4 separate regions of the Mus musculus genome follow, and regions 1, 2 and 3 are each linked to region 4. Evidence: chromatin contacts called from public Hi-C, HiChIP or PLAC-seq and Micro-C data. All regions are on one chromosome and are shown on one strand. The core of a region is the stretch at or near the end of the contact, and the rest is flanking DNA. Distances in the headings are between cores, read along the strand shown. Region 1 has its middle 59 kb from the start of Gm15322. Region 2 has its middle 9.0 kb from the start of Gm41067. Region 3 holds the start of Plpp1 (phospholipid phosphatase 1). Region 4 has its middle 24 kb from the start of Il6st.

Region 1 (2,700 bases), core at 199-2,698, 500 kb after region 4:
CGCCCTGCCCCAGGAAGGGGCTCAGAAGCTCCTGCACTCACACAGTGCTAGTATTTCTCCCAATCATCTCAAAGCCTGGAACAGAGGATCTTTATACCAACACACAGAAGAAAGGCTGAGTGGGAAAAATCACTGACCCTCAACCCAGTGACCTGCGTGAGGATGGCTTTCATCAGAAGCGAGATGCAGAAGTAGTAAGATGAAGGAGTTGGACTTTCTGATCAAAGCCAGAAACGTCCGTCCAAGGTAAAGGCATACGTGAAACCTTTACAGAAGAGACAGCATCGACGAGAATGCTTGGTTCTTTACAATGCATTCACTGTGGGAAACTAGCCAGGCCCAGCAAGCTGACCAGGGTCCCTTCACCCCTGTGCCCAGGACAGTTTGGCCAAAGGACATCTAGGGTGAAGGCCTCAGTCAGTGCTAATCTCCATATCCCGGAATAGCCCAGAGAACTCGTCCAACCTGCAAGTCTGCCTTTAAAAAAAAAAAAAAAAAAAAAAAAAGCCTTTGGAATTCTTTGTCCAGCTCTGCTTGGTATACACGGGAATGATTCTTCTGGGACTTCTCTGGTGACCTAGTCTTTGCTATAATGACATCTCTCAACAGATCCACCAGCCCTCAGATTCTCTCCCAGACACTAATAATAGGTCCAATTAGAAGTAAAGATTCCAAACAGATGAGGCACGAATTGATATACACGGCCGGCCTGGCTGCCACAGATCCATTTCTTCCCCTGCAGAAAAGACACCAAACTGGCCTTGAGGAGGGAACCTCCTTTTTTGAACAGTTACCATGGCAACTGGAACCCTTTTCTCCCCAGGGCACCTGCCCACAGGCTCCCACCAGCCAGCTGGTAGGGAGGGTGGATCAGCCACCTCTGTCCCAAGTCACTGTGCTCATTTGACCAACAAAGGTGCCAACAGTGCCAGTTGGCCTCATGATATGGATACCTGCCCACGAGGCATTGGCCCAAACATTGGGGACTTTCACAGAGGCCAGCCAACAGCTGGCAGGCAGGAACTACCAGGTCATTGTCATCTGGGGCTGAATTGGAACATGCATACAAGACACAAAGGCTGTGTCTGTAACCACAGCATCTCTCCCTCCCTAGGGATTTGTTTGCAGCTCCAGATCCCCCTGCTCTGGGAGGAGCACGCATGTGGCTGAAGGTGCCTTTTAGAGGCCACGCCCACCTACCTTTTTTTAGCAGTGCCCTGCCTTCTGCACGCTGCCGTAGAAAAGCTTTCCCTGCCCCATGTCTGGTTTTATTGCAAATGAGAAGGTTCGCCATAAGTCACCCCAGGCCAGTGGGTTCAGAGGTGGAGTTGGTAACCAGAAGCCATGCAGACTTCCTCTCCTGGCCCCACACCAAGGCCTCCAAGGTTCTCTTGTCACATGAGGTTAGTGTAGTTTCACATCCTCTAAGCAAAGCTCTGTCGAAACTCTCTAGTCTCACATGGCATCGGCTCAAAACAACCACCTCGCTCAGCTGCCTGGCTCACTGTTCCAAGAGTGGGTCAGGAGATCTGGGTTCCAGTTTCAGCTCAACCTGCATGACCTTGACAAGAACCAGTCCTCAGTTTTGCATCAGAAAATTAAGAGGCCCGAGTTTCTATACTTAGGATCCACTTCCTCTCCTCTCCCCATTACCCTCACCACTTCAGTTTAAAAAAAAAAATAGATAGGCAGGTAGGCAGGCAGGAGGCAGGCAGACTGACTGACTGACTGACTGACTGACTGACTGATTGATTTTTGGATTTTGGAGACAGGGTTCTGTATTGCCCTGACTGTCCTGGAACTCACTCTGTAGACCAGGCTGACTTTGAACTCAGAGATCCACCTGCCTCTGCCCCCTGAGTGCTGGGTTTAAAGGCGCGCCACCATTACCCAGCATTCCTGATGCTAACCCAAGAATCGCCAAAGACTAAGGGATATTTTTTCAACTTTTCAAAATCAGACATCTCAAAAATACTAAGCCAAGTGAAGGGAACTTTTTCTACAGGAGAGTGCATGTTTTATGATTATAACATGAAATGCCTAGACAGGCAAAATTAACCAATGGTAAGACACAAACATGCTTACCCACTCTCACAGGAATAGCTGTAGATTGCCTCTGAGAGTGTGGTAGGAGCAGGAATTACTTAGGAAAAGGCATAGTTGACAGTATACATTGTACCTGGGTGTGTTTGTGTCACACAATCTATGTCAAAACTCATAGACTACTATTCTTCAGATGGATTGAACGGTGCAATGGAGTCAGAAGAGTAGACTGTAGAATTGGTGAGCACTGGGTGCTCTTGACAAAACACTGAGGAAACATACGCAATAATAAGTTCCTGATCCATCCATACCACCCTTTCTCCACCCCATCTCTTTCTCGACTATTGGCCTCTTTCTTATTGAATGAGACAGGGGATATATCTGATATCCTATGATGATTAATCACTCTATGCCCAGCCCTCAAGGGTAAAAACAAGTTCTCTGCAGCCAGAACTCGCCCTTGAGCCTCTCTGCCTCTGCTCTCTGGTTGCCAACATTTTTGATATAATTTATTTCTTTCTTTCTTTCTTTCTTTCTTTCTTTCTTTCTTTTTTTTTTTTTTTTTTTCGAGACAGGGTTTTGATATAATTTCAATTGACACAACCCAGTAAAGACATTTTAAATTTAATTCCAAATGTAATCAGAGTGTATATTTTT
Region 2 (2,700 bases), core at 68-2,567, 320 kb before region 4:
GGACAGAAAGAAGTTCTAACTAAGATCGTTTTTTTAGGAAGTTGGTGCCAGTTGTCAGGGAAGCCGCAGTGGTAACCTGTACTTTGAAGTTGGACTCGGACCTATTTTTACATGCCCAGGCGGGAGACAAACCTCAAAGCAGGTGCTGACCCAGGCAGCCCCAGGCAGCTAACTCTGCTTAGATCCACTGTGTGGTGGCTCCCACGAGTGACTCCACAGTATAGAAAGAAGGTCCCCACACTGGGCCACCAGCCCTCTCTGTGCAGGGGTCAGCCAGAAATTAGTGTCAGTGAGACATCACAGGAAGGGTGTTGGAAACATCCAGAAACAGGAAGTAGGTATCTTATTTGTCAGAAAAGGGACAAGGAAGCAGCTTGCCCTAGGTCATGTGGCCTCAAGGGTACATGCCTCAGAGAGAAGGAGAGAGAGAGAGAGAGAGAGAGAGAGAGAGAGAGAGAGAGAGAGAGAGAGAGAAACACCATATAAAGGCAGAGACTCCTCACTCTCCATTTCAGTCCACCTCTAAACATTCTATCTTACAAACCCAGGTAGCCCTGTCTCTGAGTCCGTGGGAGTCAGTCTCCGTTACTTGTAGATGAAAATACTCTGACACTAATTGAAGTTCAAAGAGGGAATTCCCGTAAAGGGCTGAGATCTTAACCAACACAGTCTGGACTCGGCTCATGCCAAGTAGATCTGGGCCACATCCCGTATTCTCTCCGCATCACATCCCCGCACTGCTTCGGTTCCTAGAGCACTCTGCATCCTCTCCCTGCCAAGCTGCCCTCCCAAATCCCACCCCCCACTTACCCCTCAGCCTCGTCCCCCACCCACCCCACTCTGGCTCAGCTTCGGAGCTGTGGAACAGGGCTGTTCAATTTCTGAAGCTGTTGACTCCAGACAGATTTCCTTGAGCCCTGGCTGCTGAAGTTGGGTTTTTTTGTTTTTTTGTTTGTTTGTTTTTTCTCTGCAGAGTCTGTGTCTCTCCTAAGCAGAGACCTTTTCAAACACTGCCTTGACTGCTCTTTATGAGTCACCGATCACCCTTATCTTTGAGGTGGGTGCACAGTGACCAAACCTTCTGTTTCCTCCACCTCCCGGCTTGAAGCTTCAGGCGAGGACAAAACCCAGGGCTTTGTGTGCTAGACAAATACTCTACCAACTGAGCTAAATCCCTAGCAACTGAAATGTATTAGTGTATATCGATTATGCAAGTAATGGGGTTCCACTATGACATTTCCACACGTGTTAATAGTATATTTTTATCATCTCTCCCAGTCTCCCTAGTGATCTTTTTCTTTTCGCCCCTCTGGTTCCCTTCTACCTTCACGCCCTTTGGGAGGGTGGCCCATGCATTTCAGTGGAGTTGCTTATAAGAGTGTGGGCCCCTTACCAGTGCTTTCGGCGGTTTTTTTGACACAGAGTCACGTGTATCCAGGCTGTTTCCGAACTCACTGAGTAGCTAAGGGTGACCTTGAGTTCCTGACCTTCCAGCCTCCGCTTCCTAAATACCAACACCAGAGCAACCTGGTTCAATCCCCTCTGCCTTTTATTGTACATTCATTGCTAGTACAAAGTATGGGCCTTCCCCCACCCACCCTCACCCCCTTAACGTTACCATCTATCCCTTTAAAATGTACGGTCCAGAGCTGGGGCTGTATCCCAGAGGAAAGTCACTCAATGCTGGTACAAGGCTTTGTGTTTGATCCCTCCCTTTGTTTGTTTGTTTGTTTGTTTGTTTGTTTGTTTTAGTATGCTTATAAATTCGGCTGAGTCCTTCGTATTGCCTATAATTTCAGGAGATTTGCATTGTTCCCAAAAGAAACACTCCCTGTTGGCAGCCCTCCCCCCATTTGCCTCTCCTCCCAGACTCAGGCCGTCTGTTTTCTGTCTCTCTAAATTTGCCTGTTCTGAACATTTTCAAATAAATGAAGTTTTACAGCCTGTGGCTTGGTGTGTCTGGCTTCTTTCACTTGGGCTGATATTTCTCAAGGGTCAGCCAGTTGTAGCATGCACCAGTATTTTATTCTTTTAAATGGTTCAACCGTACTCCATGCCATGGCTCCTTCCCATTTTGTTTGTCAAAGCCGAGGGACATTTGACTTGTTTCCGCATTGGGACTATGATGCTGCAGGATGCCACTGTGAGGATCTGTAGACCAGGACTTGTGCAAATGCACATTTTCCAATGCTCTTGGGATACCTAGGAGTAGAAATGCGGGGCTGCGTGGTTTCTCTGTTTAGCTTTTTGAGAAACTGTCAGAATGATTGCCAAAGTGGCTACAGCTTTTTCCATTCCCAGCAGCAGTGGGTGTGGGCTGAGGCCTCCACATTGTAGTATAAAAGTCAATGTGAGGAAAGTTATTTGAGGTGAACAAGAATGCTGAGGAGGACTGAGCTCACCAATCTGTCAATCACTGATACCCTAGAGCTCACAGTGACGAGCAAGATCAACTTCAGATTGAATAACTCATGTCACCAAAACTATCTGTAGTTTTAGAAAGCATTCAGACCCATGGGTAGAAAAACCGCAGTAACTTTACAATTGAAAGCCACATAGCACCGGCTTTTGCCTAAGTCTAAGTCATCCCCTACTGGGGCTTAGACATGTCTGGGCCTGCTGAGGACACTGGGCTGCCAGAAACTATTTTTTAAGAGAGACCAGTGAGTTTGGGAGAGAGCAAATTCATTTAGTGGAAGA
Region 3 (2,700 bases), core at 80-2,579, 360 kb before region 4:
TTTTGTTTCTCCTGAAGGAGAAACAAAACAAAACAAAAAAAAACATCTGGAGACGAAAGACCCCAGAATTGAAGTCTTCCACCAGGGAAATAACCTTAACTTTGCTGTAGCTAAAGAAATTAAAGAAGCTAAAGGCGCTCCGTGCCAGGCTGTCACAGGAGACAGGCACACCAAGGCAAGGGCTGCGCTATAAGCCAATAGCAGGACTTCTACGGGATGGGATGGGGAAAAGCAAGCTTCTTCAGACCTCATCAGGCAGAAACCTGGCCATCTCCATCGCTCCTGCAACCTGACAATTTACAACCTGACGACGCCTTCTAATTAGGAACGTTCTAAACCTTTTATAGACGAAGAAAACTTTCAAGTGCTTCTCACCAAGTTATGATAAGCTGGGCACTGAAGCCTGCCTGCCTGCCTGCCTGCCTGTTCCCAGGGAGGGAAAAGTCCGAGTGTACCGAACCTCCAGCTTCGCTGCAGAACCTGATGAGCCAGAGACCAGGATTCTCTGCACGGTGCAGAGGGAGGAGCCCACCCTGCCTGTTAGAGTGGGCCGGGAAACAGAGGGTAACAGCACAGGCGAGAACAGAGGCCAAGCAGGGCTAGACTCAGCGCACCGGCAGACAGGCAGGGAGAGCCCACGCTGGAGCCAGAGTGTTGGATGCAGAAGCGGGGATCACCCCCACCCCCACCCAGCCCCGGCCCCCCGAGCTGCGCAAACGGCTCCCCACAACTCTCTCCGCAGCCACCGGCGCACGCGCGCGCGCGCACGCCGGGCACACCCACCCCACACCGGTGCGCGGCTCCGCCTGGAAGACCCCCGGGCCGCGGCGCCTACGTACCCAGCAACACGCAAATCACATCGAGGGCCACGTACGGCAGCCGCGTCTTGTCGAACATGGTCACCGGCTGGATGGTGTCACCACCTGGTGCGAGTGGCGGGAGGAACAGACCGCGGCGGTCCAGATACCCAATTCCCAGAGCCCCGCCCTCGGGATGGCGGCCGCCCCAAGCGACTGCGAGCCTCTTAGACTGACGGGAGCAGGGACCAGGGCAGTTTGGATTGGGCCGCCCTGCCACCGAGGGCAATCGTGTCCCGGACTTTTCCCTTCACGGACCCGGTACTGGGCCAGTGGCCGCCGATCTGTCGCCTCAGGCGCCTGCTCTCTCAGTGCTGGCTCGTCGCGGCCAATCGCCCTCCGCTGCCCTGTGCCCTCTCCAACAGGCCGGGCGAGCTCTAAGGATGAGGACTGGAGGAACACCGCTCCTCCCGCCCCAGGCGCGCCGCTCCGGCCAGTGCGCGGTCTCGCCGGCTGCAGCGCGCGGGGACGAAACCCAGGCCAGCGCAGACAGCCAATCAGCGCCATCGGCCCCGCCCCGCCGACTTGCGGAGCCCGCCCCGAATCTGGAAGCTGGTTAACGGGGCGGGGCCAATTGCAGGGATTGGGAGTCCTCTCTTTAGTCCATTCAGCCCTTTAGTGCTAGGCGATGCTTCCTTTAAAGGAGAGCCAGACCCCGATACACCATTCCATAGCTCCTGCTGCCCGCCATCCTTCTCCTCCCATGGGCTCTCCCTCCAAACTGTTTAAATGAGTTACCTCTAAGCCCCTTTCTGTGAGGGGCCTGCACCTTGGCCTTCCTGTTGGTCGTAGCTGAGCTTCATTCTAGCAAGAATCCTTCTTGCCCTCTGGTCATTCTTGATATTCTAATACTTAATATCTGAACCCTCCCGCCTTTGGTGTACGTAAATCCGCAGTCTACCCTTAGCAAGAATACCCCTGCCATTAATGTCTTCTTAGTCATGTTCTGTTCACTGACTTCGAATCTCCAGCTCAGTTTCCGCTAACTGCAAGTCATGTCTCCTACTGCAATAGACTTCGTTGGGACTTCACTTGGGAGGAGTTTGGAGACTTGTTCAATGGTAGAGCTCTGGCTTTAGCACGGAGGGGCCTTATTTTTGATCAGTAGCGCAGCTTCAGCCATGCTCACACAAACAATAGAGTTAACTATGTCTTAAGAAATATCAATGATTCAATAGTGGCAGTCCCCGTACCCATTCCCAGGAGGCCTCCAGAACACATTTAGTAATCTCAGTTTCCAAATGTGTAAAAAGAGGATCTCAATGATCCCCGCTGTCTATTCTAATTAAGAGGAAGTGGTGAGACTCAGAGAAGATAATGTGACAATTGCTTTATAAAGAGTTAAACCACCACTACCAATCTTAACAATACATGGTTTCCTCCTTGCTCAAGACTTTTTTTTTTTTTTTTTTTTTGACAGAGACTCCTTTAGCCCAGGCAGGCCTCACATTCGGCTGTGTAGCCGAAAATGGTCTTAACTCCTGCATCTACCTCCCAAGGCGTTACAGGCATGAGCCAGCACCCCTGGGGTTTTTCTTCTTATAGGAAGATGTAAAATACAAATCACAGAATGTGCCTTCTGTTTTCTCAGGTATTTCCTGCCAAGCATCCCAAAAGACCAGTGAGTGGAAAGATGCTACTTCCCAAGGGGAGTCAGATGTGTTTCCAAGTGCAACTATAAGCCATAAAAATGTGTATTTGTAAAAGTATATTCTTATTTTAAAGATATATGGATTTTTAAATTTCAACTTATTTTAATTGTTTCTAAAAGCTCTCAACAATTTACACGCAAAAAGATGTGGCATTATTATTTATTATTATTATTATTATTATTATTATTATT
Region 4 (2,700 bases), core at 134-2,633:
GGTCATTTCTACTGGTTTTTAATATTTTTGAATCACAAATGAGTATTTCTTCTGTATCATACAACTTTTCTGATTGAGGTGGTATAAATAAAAAATGTTGTGTTTAATAAGAAAGAAAGAAAGAAAGAAAGAAAGAAAGAAAGAAAGAAAGAAAGAAAGAAAGGAAGGAAGGAAGGAAGGAAGGAAGGAAGAGCAAGAGCGAGCCAGGACATGTTTGGTAGAAGCTAGGTATGGTGAGGTGGAAGGGGGTGCCTCTGGGGGTCCATGCTAAGACAACTCTTTCCTCTGAGGGACTAGAAATACGGTGGATAGAGTATGGAATAGAGTATGGAATAGAGTTTAGTTAGGGCATGAGAAGGGGAGTTGAAGAGGAGTAGAAATGGGGGGGGGGGAGGCACAGGGGGGCGGGGGGATGGGAAGGGGAGAGAAAGGGAGTAGGGACAGGGAAGAGAGGACGAGTGAGGAGGAGACAAACAGCCGGTTTTATAGTGAGTCAGACACACCTGACTGTTGCCCAGTAACTGTAGGGCAAAGCCTAGAAGGAATGCTAACAAAAATGGCCCCCACAGGCTCATAGGGAGAGACACTATTAGGTGTAGCCTTGTTGAAGTAGGTATAGCTTTGTTAGAGGAAATGTGTCACTGGGGGGTGGGCTTTGAGACCTTAGAAGTTTAAGGCAGGCCGAGTGGTTCATTGTCTTTTCCTACTGCCTGTGGATTCAGATGTAGAATTCTCAACTCCTCCAGCACCACGTCTGTCACCGTGCTTCCCGCCACGATGATAGTGGCCTAAACTCGGAACTAAAAGCCAGACCCAGTTGAATGCTTTTCTTTATAAGAGTTGCCGTGGCCATGAGCTCTCTTTACAGCAATAGAACCCTAACTAAAACACTCATATATGATACACGTATTAGTTACTGCATATTTTGTATTACTGTGTACTGTGTAACTTTCTTTGTATTACCAAAAGCTTTATAACTGGAGCGGCTGGGTTTTCTAAGTGGATAATCTGGATAACCTGGTAGTGATCTAAACTCTTCCAAACCGTTCTATCTCATTTCTGTTCCGGGGATACTGGTTGTTGCTGAAATGCATAAAAAATGCAAAATCACTCATTCCCCTCTGGATCCTTCAACAAAAAGAGTTAACCAATGTAAAGGCTGAGACAAAGGAGGGCGGAGTAGGAGTTGTTGCCTATCTGGGAAGGGCTGAAGGAAATGCCTGGGGCTGCACTGTTTCTTCTGTCCTGGTCCCCGGCCAGGAGCTTGCCCAAGATAGCTGTGGGCTGAACTGATTTTTTGTGGTCAGTGATCTGCCACCTTTGCTCACCCAGTTCCCCTTCTCTCTGCCTAAGCCACCGTCTTTGTCTTCCTCAGCACTTACTGGGGCAAGGGCCACGCCCCCTCCTCACTTACTGGGGCAAGGGCCACGCCCCCTCCTCGCTTACTGGGGCAAGGGCCACGCCCACATCCTCTATTTGGGAGAGAAAAGTTGCAAAGTAGCGGCTCACCCCAGTGAGAACTTATTCATCTCTCTGAGAAGTCAGACCGTGACTTCTCCATCTTCCCTGTTATCCACAGCAACTCTCACTAACGGCTCTTCTAATAGCTTCCTGAATGCCGCTTCCTCTTCTATTAAGTTCGCAGATTAATGTTTAATGTAAACCGGGATGCACTTCTTTAATGAAGACTTTCAGAACTCTAGTAGTTGGAATAAAACTCCAGCTCTGCCTGGCCTGGAGTCTGTCCTTTCCACTCCCTCTTCTACTGATTCTTTGTTATTTCTTCCAGGCTCGTGCGTTTCCCTTCCCTATAACATAGCAAGAGCGCTTCAACCCCGGGGGCTTCTAGATTGCAGTTTCCTCTTTCCCTCTCTCTTAGCACGTGTGTGCAGCTGGTGGCACCCAGGCTTCCTTTCTGTTATCTGTATCTTGATCCTGGCCGCTCTCAGCACATCCTGTTTCTTTTCTTCAGGGAATTTGCAATCATCTATGATAATCTCGGTTATCTGCCCACTTAGTAAGTCTCTTTGCCTTCGGGGATGGCGACTCTAGAGTGGTTGGAATTGTTGCTTCCTTCTGAATTCCTGAATCCCTGGAACCACACATGGAGGTCACAAAAATTCCTGTTTTAGACTGTTAACTCTGGTTTTCTTTCGGTTGCTATGAGACAGCATTCTGATTCAAAGCAATTCAGTGGGGGTGGGGTGGGGGCGGGGAGGATGCATTTCTGCTTACAGGTTACAGCCCATCCTTTTGGGGAGTCAGGAAGAGGACTCAAGTAGAAACTTGAAACGTGGACAAAAAGTGCTTGCTGGCTGGATCTCTCAGGCGCATGCTTAGCTGGCTTTCTTATACAGCCAACGACCACATGCCCATGGAATTTGGTGCGCTGGGCCCTCCTAGCAATTAACGATCTGATAAACTTTTCCTGGTATCCATCAGCAGGACAGGCAGGGCTGGACAATCCAGGATGACTTGACTTGCAAGCCTGACGTTTGAAGTTTGATAGGGTTGGTTAGAAGTTTGGGTTCGGCCAAGGCTGCCATCCCTAGCATGGTGGTGGTAAAGAGCACTTATTTCTCTCATCTGGTAGCACATGACTTTTAGAGAGAAAGCCTTAAAAAACCTAGATAACAGACACTTGGAGAAATATCTAGTTTACTTTTAGGATCAAGTGAGAATTTTCTAGAAGACCACGGT

What was found. Hi-C and Micro-C count contacts between places; a contact is called where the count stands out from the background. HiChIP or PLAC-seq counts read pairs in DNA pulled down with a chosen protein or histone mark.
Region 1: a Hi-C map of B cells shows a contact between it and region 4, with 1.8 times the contacts expected there. The contact joins two enhancer-like sites. A contact is called at or near these places in 1 of 484 Hi-C or Micro-C datasets (B cells) and 1 of 115 datasets of contacts at active chromatin or transcription factors (embryonic limb bud).
Region 2: a contact with region 4 is called in an H3K27ac HiChIP or PLAC-seq map of embryonic stem cells, with 5 read pairs. The contact joins two enhancer-like sites.
Region 3: a contact with region 4 is called in a Micro-C map of embryonic stem cells, with 5 times the contacts expected there. The contact joins the promoter of Plpp1 here to the enhancer-like site in region 4. A contact is called at or near these places in 2 of 484 Hi-C or Micro-C datasets (both in embryonic stem cells) and 1 of 115 datasets of contacts at active chromatin or transcription factors (memory CD8 T cells).

What each region holds. Positions count from the first base shown.
Region 1 is chr13:111,934,874-111,937,573 of GRCm38.p6, reverse strand. No RefSeq gene overlaps it. Among named protein-coding and RNA genes, the nearest start is that of Gm15322, 59 kb to the left of the region's middle. Within about 2 kb of position 1,448, at least 164 of the 459 cell types and tissues checked have an H3K27ac peak or open chromatin away from gene starts, as enhancers often do. A contact at or near this core is called in B cells, where this site is marked.
Region 2 is chr13:112,758,323-112,761,022 of GRCm38.p6, reverse strand. No RefSeq gene overlaps it. Among named protein-coding and RNA genes, the nearest start is that of Gm41067, 9.0 kb to the left of the region's middle. Within about 2 kb of position 1,317, at least 81 of the 459 cell types and tissues checked have an H3K27ac peak or open chromatin away from gene starts, as enhancers often do. A contact at or near this core is called in embryonic stem cells, where this site is marked.
Region 3 is chr13:112,799,406-112,802,105 of GRCm38.p6, reverse strand. Plpp1 (phospholipid phosphatase 1) reads right to left here and starts at 1,329. Exons shown (of 6, transcript NM_008903.2): 1 at 840-1,329. The coding sequence starts at 897.
Region 4 is chr13:112,438,809-112,441,508 of GRCm38.p6, reverse strand. No RefSeq gene overlaps it. Among named protein-coding and RNA genes, the nearest start is that of Il6st, 24 kb to the left of the region's middle. Within about 2 kb of position 1,383, at least 185 of the 459 cell types and tissues checked have an H3K27ac peak or open chromatin away from gene starts, as enhancers often do. A contact at or near this core is called in B cells, embryonic stem cells and memory CD8 T cells, where this site is marked.